Regions from separate parts of the Mus musculus genome. Here region 1 is linked to region 2. Evidence: chromatin contacts called from public HiChIP or PLAC-seq data. All regions are on one chromosome and are shown on one strand. The core of a region is the stretch at or near the end of the contact, and the rest is flanking DNA. Distances in the headings are between cores, read along the strand shown.

Evidence for each region. HiChIP or PLAC-seq counts read pairs in DNA pulled down with a chosen protein or histone mark.
Region 1: a FOXA1 HiChIP or PLAC-seq map of pancreatic cancer cells shows a contact between it and region 2. The contact joins the promoter of Ttll8 here to the enhancer-like site in region 2. A contact is called at or near these places in 4 of 39 promoter capture datasets (cranial neural crest, embryonic stem cells and liver), 1 of 115 datasets of contacts at active chromatin or transcription factors (pancreatic cancer cells) and 1 of 9 other capture datasets (pancreatic islet).

Annotation. Positions count from the first base shown.
Region 1 is chr15:88,952,498-88,956,262 of GRCm38.p6, forward strand. It overlaps Ttll8 (tubulin tyrosine ligase-like family, member 8), which reads right to left and starts at 1,921. Exons shown (of 12, transcript NM_172818.3): 1 at 1,359-1,921. The coding sequence starts at 1,578. It overlaps Mlc1 (megalencephalic leukoencephalopathy with subcortical cysts 1 homolog (human)), which reads right to left. Exons shown (of 12, transcript NM_133241.2): 12 at 3,387-3,765.
Region 2 is chr15:88,756,755-88,761,001 of GRCm38.p6, forward strand. The region is part of intron 2 of Zbed4 (zinc finger, BED type containing 4); the gene reads left to right. Among named protein-coding and RNA genes, the nearest start is that of Zbed4, 7.2 kb to the left of the region's middle. Within about 2 kb of position 1,512, at least 34 of the 459 cell types and tissues checked have an H3K27ac peak or open chromatin away from gene starts, as enhancers often do. A contact at or near this core is called in pancreatic cancer cells, where this site is marked.

The DNA of each region.
Region 1 (3,765 bases), core at 671-3,170, 200 kb after region 2:
TAAGAAGTGAAATGACCAAACTTCTCAAAGCAAAGCAAAGGGTGTCACCTTCTGCAAGGAAGTGGGTAGAATCTTTAAGATAGAAGGGGGCTCATTATATATGAAAAGATCAGTAAGTGGGCCTCCTTAACACCAGAAATTCACATGCTGTGCATTGTGATGTATTTCTTAATGTCAGCACTTGAGAGGCAGAGGCTGGTGGATCTATATGAGTTCAAAACTATCTGGTCTACAGAGTGAGTTTTGGGCCAGTCAGAATATATAGTGCACACTCCTTAATCCCAGCACTGGAGAGGCATAGGTAGGTGGATATTTGTGAGTTCCAGGCCAGTCTGGTCTATAGAGAGAGTTCCAGGATAGTCAGAGTTACATGGTGACATCTTGTCTCAAAGGGGATGGTGGAGGTGATGCACATCTTTAATCCCAGTACTAGAGAGTCAGAGGGAGGTAGATCTCTGAGTTTGGGGCCAGCCTGGTCTACATAGCGAGTTCCAAGACAGCCAGGACTACACAGAGAAACCCTGTCTTGAAAACCCAACCAACTAACCAAACAAATAAACAGGAAAAGGAAGAAAAACAAAATCAACCAGCCAACTAAACCCCTAGAAATCAATCAACCAACCAACCCCCAGCCACAGATCCTCGTGAGTAAGTCTGACGCAACGATCTGACACAGAGCTGGTATCCAGAATGAACAAGAAACACCTGAAACCAGTAAGACTCATTATTAATAATGGTCAAGATGTGGAATAATATTTCCCCATCGTGAATGTAAGAGAACGGCCAATAAAAGCCCTAGAGAGTCTGGTAGCACCCACCAAACTGATCTTAAAGGCCAAGGCAATGCCAGTTGTGTGGCCAGTGGGGAGTGCCCCGGCTGGTAAGCCTGGATTATATCTTCTCTCTCTTTTTTTTTTCCAGACAGGGTTTCTCTGTGTAACAACAGAGCCCTGGCTGCCCGGACTGGCTTTGTAGACCAGGCTTGCCTCGTATTCACAGAGGATCATCTTGCCTCTCCCTCCCGAGTGCTGGGATTAAAGGTGTGTTCCACCATCCCAGGCCCTGAACTATATCTTCTAAAACTAAATGTGTACCCATCCATGACCATGATTTTACTTATAGATATTTAGGTATTTGTCAGTGGATATGACCCATGTCTGAAGGGCAAGTTCAGTACCCGGCTAGGATAAAAAGCTTTACCTTGTACTACCAGAACAGTCTCACAGAACCAACACGGGAGTCCAGAGGGCAACTGAACTGGGCCTCCTCCGCTATTCCCAACCCCCGCCCCCGCCCCCCCCCCACGCCTGCTCCTTTGAGTAAGGCTGCCGAAAATGCGGAACAAGAAAGGTACAGACTATTTTCTTCTTTGTGATCTCCATCTGACAAAGTGGAAGACAGCTTCTTCCTCTCGCCGTTCTCCATGCTCGCCTCTCGTAGCTGGTTCTTTTGGCCCCCAACCCCTGTTGACAAAGATTTAGAGTTCAGACATACCCAGGGAGGCAAGGGTGGGGTTCGGAGGACCCGGGTGTGGGAGGGAGGCCTGAAAGGAGGGTTTGGGGTCGGGGGACACGACATGACTGGGAAACTTGAGGTGTGAGAAGTCAGATGAGAAGAAAGGTCAGTGGGAGACAGATGAGATGAAGAAGTTAGGGTAGAGGGACAACTCGGGGGTAAGGAAGTAAGTATGGGGTTGAAGAGATAGACTTGGGCCAGAGTTAGGGAAGTCCAAGAGGGACATCCAGTCTGGAGAGAAATACAGGTCTGGAGCTAAGAAGGAGAGGTCGAGGTAGGGAGACAGGACACAAATTGGGGCGCAGGCTTAGGGTCAGAAAGGGGAGGCCGTTACGAAGTTTGGAGGAAAGTGGGGAGGTGAGGGAAAGAAGGTTGAACAGGCGTGGTGGGGTGAAAGTGGAGGGATAAGGTGGGAAAGTTCTGTGATTCTAAGGATCGACGTCTGGGATTCCAATCGGAGGGGGCGGGGCGGGGTTCCGAGTACTGCGTAGGAGGGGGACCTGGGCACTAGCGAGGGCAGGCGTGGCGCGTCTGAGGGCAGGCAGTGCTCACCTGGGACCCGCCCTAAAGCGCGTGCTGCTGTGGCCGAGCGGCGGGCAGAGCGGCCAGGCGTCTTGCGGTTGCTCAGGGCAACCGCCCTCGCCTGCACCATGCATTGTGCAGACTCCTGGCGCTGGTAGCGGGGCTTTCGGCGTGCTAAGCGGCGCCCCACTCGGGGTGTGGGGCTTCGTGGACGCACAGGCGGCAGAGGCTGCGGAGGGCTGCGTGAAAGAGGAATCCGCTGGCAGCAGCGGAGCACAGGGGACACCCGAGACGCAGTCCGAACGCAGTTGCTGGCACTCACACTGAGCTTTGGTTCTAGATCCAGTCCCATGTTACGGTCCAAGGAGCGGCTTGGACGGGGGTGGAGTCGGGGGCGAGAGCGGGGACTAGGTCCCCCGACGGAGCAGGCCATGCGTCAGGATTAGTCCTTAAGTGCCTGCGACCCTCGCCTGGGTCATGTGCTCCTGCTCCACATCTCCCACGCACCTGTCAGGGTCACACAGACAACCCAAGCCCTCAGACTACACCAAGTCACAAAGACTATGGGTCACACCCTGCCCCACCCTCCGCTTCCTCCCTCCTGGCTCCCTTGTTGACCACGAGAAGCCTCCACTTAGGCCTGAGGTGGGGATGGATGGAGTCCGAGGGTCCTTCGGGGCAGGTGTTCTCCCCTTGCCAGCCGAGCGTCTACTGAGATCAGGGTAGGCAGAGTAAGCCTTCTGTGCGCAGAGGAACATAGAGTGGCCCTGGTACCTAGACTTATTAGTGGGATACTTGTGCTGTGCCCTTCCAGGCTGTCCCTTCCCGACAGTCAGCACTACTTGCCATCTAGGCCTTTCCAGGTTAGTTCCTGTGATCGTCCTGTGTTTGTGCCTATGTGGGTGGTGCCTTGGGTTGTCTTGAGGAAGGCCCCTCACCCTGTCAGAGTTGTCCGCTGTTTTAAAGCGCAAACTTCAGCATATTTTCAATGGGTTTAAAGCAGTTCTCAACCTATGGGTCGCGACCCCACACACAGTGGGTCACATATCTAACTAGCAAAATTAGTAATGAAATAGCACTGGAATAATTTTATGGTTGGTGTCACCACAACATGTGGTGTTGTATTAAAGGGTCACAGCTTTAGGAAGGTTTAAAGGCATTTTTTTTTTAAAAAAACAGGTTTTGCTCTTCAGGTGTTGTAGGAGTCTTCTCCCTGACTGGTGATCTAGTCTTTACTCACAGGGGTTATACAAATCAAGGAATAAATAAAAAATGGCTTTCCACTCTAAGGTCCTGTTTCTCATCCCCTTCCAACCCTTTTTCCCCAGAAGCATTTAACAGGCTATGACCACATTTGCGAGTTAGCATTTATTGCTCAAGCATATTAATCTATAACAGACAAAAGTATACAAGAGACGATTTTCAGACCCCACTTATATGAGTCAGTTAAAAACAAAACATCCCTCTAAAATTAGAAGTGCAAGCTGGCAGCAATCCTCTTGCCGCCTCATTCTGGTCCTGAAAGCCCAGGTCCTGAAAGCGGATGGCTTGTCAGCCCAGTGGGACCACCACTCCCTTCCCACCCAATAGCGTGTGGTATATAGAGCTGCAGAGGACCCCAAGCCCATTGGGCTCCGCACATAGGCAAGCAAAAATGATCTCTCATTTAGGGCAGGCTGCAGAGAATGGAGACAGGACCGGAAGTCCCCGACACTGGAGGCGGGGCCA
Region 2 (4,247 bases), core at 262-2,761:
TAGTGCTGGGACTTGACCTCTGGGTCTTCGAATGCTAAGTAAATGCTCTACCACTAAGCTACACACATAACTCACAGCCTTCTTACTAATTACTTAATATGTGCTTTTTGCACTAGTTCAAATTTTGAAAGATATTGGTTTTTGTTTTTTGAGACAGGGTTTCTCTGTGTAGCTCTGTCTGTCCTGGAACTCACTTTGTAGACCAGGCTGGCCTCGAACTCAGAAATCCGCCTGCCTCTGCCTCTGCCTCCCGAGTGCTGGGATTAAAGGCATGCACCACCACTGCCTGACTGAAAGATGTTGTTAAGAACAGTGAAACCTTTCCTATTTCTAAGGAAGAGGACTCCTGGACTAGCAGAAGAACTCCGCTGCCTGGCGGGCCATCCTTGCCTCTACCCTGCACTTGGCACTGCACTAACTGCTCTCATAGTGGTGTCTTCATAATTTCCTGTCCTCAGAGAATTTTATAATGATGGTAGGGACCTAAATAACTAGAGAAAAGGGCCCTTCCTGTACCTGTGTACATCTTTTGTTCCCATCTATAGACTGAGAAGGCTGAAGCAAGAGGATTATTTGAACGCACAAGTTCAACTTAAAATAAAGAGATCCAATTCACAAGTAGTATTCTGGGGGAAATTATAGACAGCTAAAGGCAGGCTTGTTGCTTTGTGTTCTGTCTCAGTGTGCTCTGAAATGCCTCTGGCACAGTAAAGGGTTTCTCTGAGGGGCTGGTGCTGGTGCCACAGAGTGTGTGGTGCACTCAGGGTCTGGAGCACTCAGGGTCTGGAGCACTCAGGGTCTGCTGCAGCTTCCTGGTCAGCTCTCCAGGGTTGTGTTTTGGGAAGTCACTGGCTACACAGTTTAAATGCCTTGGTGTGAACGAATATGCTGGGACAGTATGTGTCCAACAAGGTGTGAGTTCTGCTTCCAGGCGCCTCCATGTGAGGGCCCAAGTTTTTCTTTCTCTTTTGTACCAAGTTACACTACCAGCATTAGTAAGGCTGTGGTAGGACTATCCTGCTCTACTGCCCTACAAAGGTGCTGTCATGTGATTGATGTAGCCACCTATTCCTTGATCTGGGACCCTTGGCCTGGTGAACCAGCAAACCCAGATTTGCCTTGTTCAACTAATTGCCTTACCTCTGCAGACAGATACTGTGAGCAGCTGAATTTCATCTAAAGCAGTCATCATGGCTGCTTACTGAAGCTCACCTTGTTTTGCTCCACCTGCCAGCTACAGGGATGTAACTCTGTCCACTGTATCATGAAAGCCACGTCTCACATCCTGTGATGGACATTTAAAGACTTCCAGCAACTTTCAGCCGAAACTGTGACTTAGGCCTGTTAGTGTTGACTCCTTATACCACAGAGGGTAGTTGGTGAAGATGCCAGTGTTAAGTTCAGGGGAAACACAGAGCAACCAGAAAAATCCAGGCTTGTGGTATGTGACCCAGAACATTACGGGGACTGAACAGGGACCAAGTGACCTTAGTGTGGGGTGTTTGCTTACTGTGGAATGTGCTTTGTTTCCAAGGTAGCCTTATCAGGGTTTCTGACCATGGTGGAAATAACTCTGGTTCCAGATTTCTGAGGTTTAACTCTTTGCACTTTAATCTTTTTTTTCCCCCTCCCGCCCCTGCACTTTAATCTTAAGTGTTCAGTTTTGGACTTTCCATTTTGGGACAGGCAGCCTTAGTGGTTAGCTGTCATCTCTATCGGCTCAGTGACTCTGTGGCATTTATAGCATTAAGGCTCTTGATGGCAATGCTTCCTTTAGAATGTTAGTTATACAGTACACCCAGTAGGTTAAAGTTGCCCTCTGGTGTAGGCCAGGTCTTAATTAAGGTCTTTGGAACAAAGACACCCCCCCCCCAACCCCCAAACAGGTGTCCCTGATAGCTCTGTGAGGGCTTGTCCCTGTTGAAGACAGAGGTTGGGTCTTTTTTTGTTTTTTTCCATGCTGTGAAGTTACTGAACTACAGAGTTGATGTTCCTAGATGGAACCGTCAGGGTTAACTGTCTCCTGATGGACTTACAAACGTTGGAGGAAACTGTGGGTGTTAGAACTATTCACCTCAAAGACTACTTTTCTTTCCACTCCATTACCAGCACTGATAGTCTAAGAAATGAAATAAAAATCCCTGTAGTCACCCAGCGGATAGTGTGTACATTTCTCATTTGTCTCAAGTAGCTATTTCTTCCAAACCAGAATCTCGTGTCATGGTTAGTATTGTGTCCTGCTTTCTGCCTCTGTGTAGACCTTGTGACCTAGCATTTGGAGACTTGAGTCACTGTAGGTAGCACGTATAGGACACAGTTGCATGGGTGATGGGATATACTTTGGTAGCCAGCCCACAGGAGAGATCACAGCCTGCCCCTCACAACTCCTAGTCAGTGCAGCATATAGTCAGTGTGTAGTTATCAACTCATCCTTGAGGGTAGCAGGCCTGCCTTCCTTGTGGGGAAGGTCATGTGCCTGAAGATTTTCTATGTGCTCTTTATTTGAGGAACATAGTCTTCTAGGTCTAATCAATCCTAGTATGGGGTGGCTAAATAGAAAGGTAAGTGTCATTCTGTAAACCTAACCTCCCCTCCCCTCACCTCCCCTCCCCTCCCCTCCCCTTCTCTCCCCTCCCCTCCCACCTGTGTTAACCATAAAGGGCACTCTGGTGGCTACCGTTGAGAAGTGGCATTTTTAAATGGACTTCATTTAATGTGTTACAGTTTGAATGCGAAGAAGGAAAAGCTAATGCTCCCAGTTCCCCATGTTGGATGTAGTCAGGGAGTCAAAGCATTTGAGTTGACAGTGGGTGGCTGGGGTGGAAGTCTCTGAGTGGCCCCACTGTGCAGAGAGTATCATCCTCACTGGCTGCTTGTGAACAGCAAAGCTTTACATGGAAAGGGACGTTTTTCTCCCAAATCAGAACGTAGGTCTTAAATTTAGACAGTTCCATACCATGCTGTCTAAATTATGGAAAAGATAACCTCTTTAAATTTTGGTGTTGGTGGTGTTTCTTGGGGCAGGAGGGTGAGATAGGGTTTTTCTGTGTAGCCTTGACTATCCTGGAACTTTGTTTGTCTTGAACTCACAAGAGATCTGCCTACCTCTGCCTCCCAAGCACTGGCATTAAAGCTGTGAGCCACTGCCACCCAGCTTCAGAGATTTTGTTTTTGTTTTTCTTAATTGTAATGTGGCCAGTTTTATCCATCTCCTTACAATAGGTATTTTCTGTTTTGCTCTAACTTAAGCACATAAGGACATTTCCTATACTACATCCTTTACTGTTTTGTCTTTGCCTCTGCTGTTGACGTGGACTTCAGTTCTAGAGTGGTACGAGCCATAGGGTAAAGGGTCATAGCTTCCAGAAAGATCTAATGGACTAATAACTTTGTCTACCTTTTTCTTGTTCTGAGATAGTCTTCCTGGGTTTCCCAAGTTGTTCCTAACATTCTTTAAGTGATTGTTCTGCTTCGGTTTGCCCATAGCTAGGGTGTAAGTATGTGTCACCATGCTGGCAAGAGGTTTGTTTTGGTTCTAAGCTCTGCCTCAGAATCTGGTGATGGCCTTCTGTTGGCAGAACCCTATAGAGAGAGCATGGTACCAGAGTCATAGCCAGACTTGTCTCTTATAGCGGACAGCTGCAGACAACTCATTAACCCATTGGTCACATGAATGTTATTAAGCCATTCATTAGTGCAAGGTCCTCATCACCTCTCAGGGACCACCTGATCTCACTTTCTATCTATCTATTTATTTATTTATTTAATGTCTGAGTGCTCAGTGTGCATGTACATCTGCATCTCAGAAGAGGGCGTCAGATCCCATTCTAGGTAATTATGAGCCACCATGTGGTTGCTGGGAATTGAACTCAGGACCTCTGGAAGAGTGTCAGGGCTCTTAACCACTGAGCCATTTCTCCAGCCCCCTGGTCTCACTTCTTCTTTTTCTTTTTTTTTAATTTATTATATGTAAGTACACTGTAGCTGTCTTCAGACACTCCAGAAGAGGGAGCCAGATCTCGTTACGGATGGTTGTGAGCCACCATGTGGTTGCTGGGATTTGAACTCCGGATCTTCGGAAGAGCAGTCGGGTGCTCTTACCCACTGAGCCATCTCACCAGCCCCTGGTCTCAGTTCTTAATAAACATAATGAGGAATAGATTCCAACATGAGTGTTGGTATACAAGAGTAACCATCATGATCTGAACAAGGACACCACAATAGCCATGCTAACACTAATAGGGAAG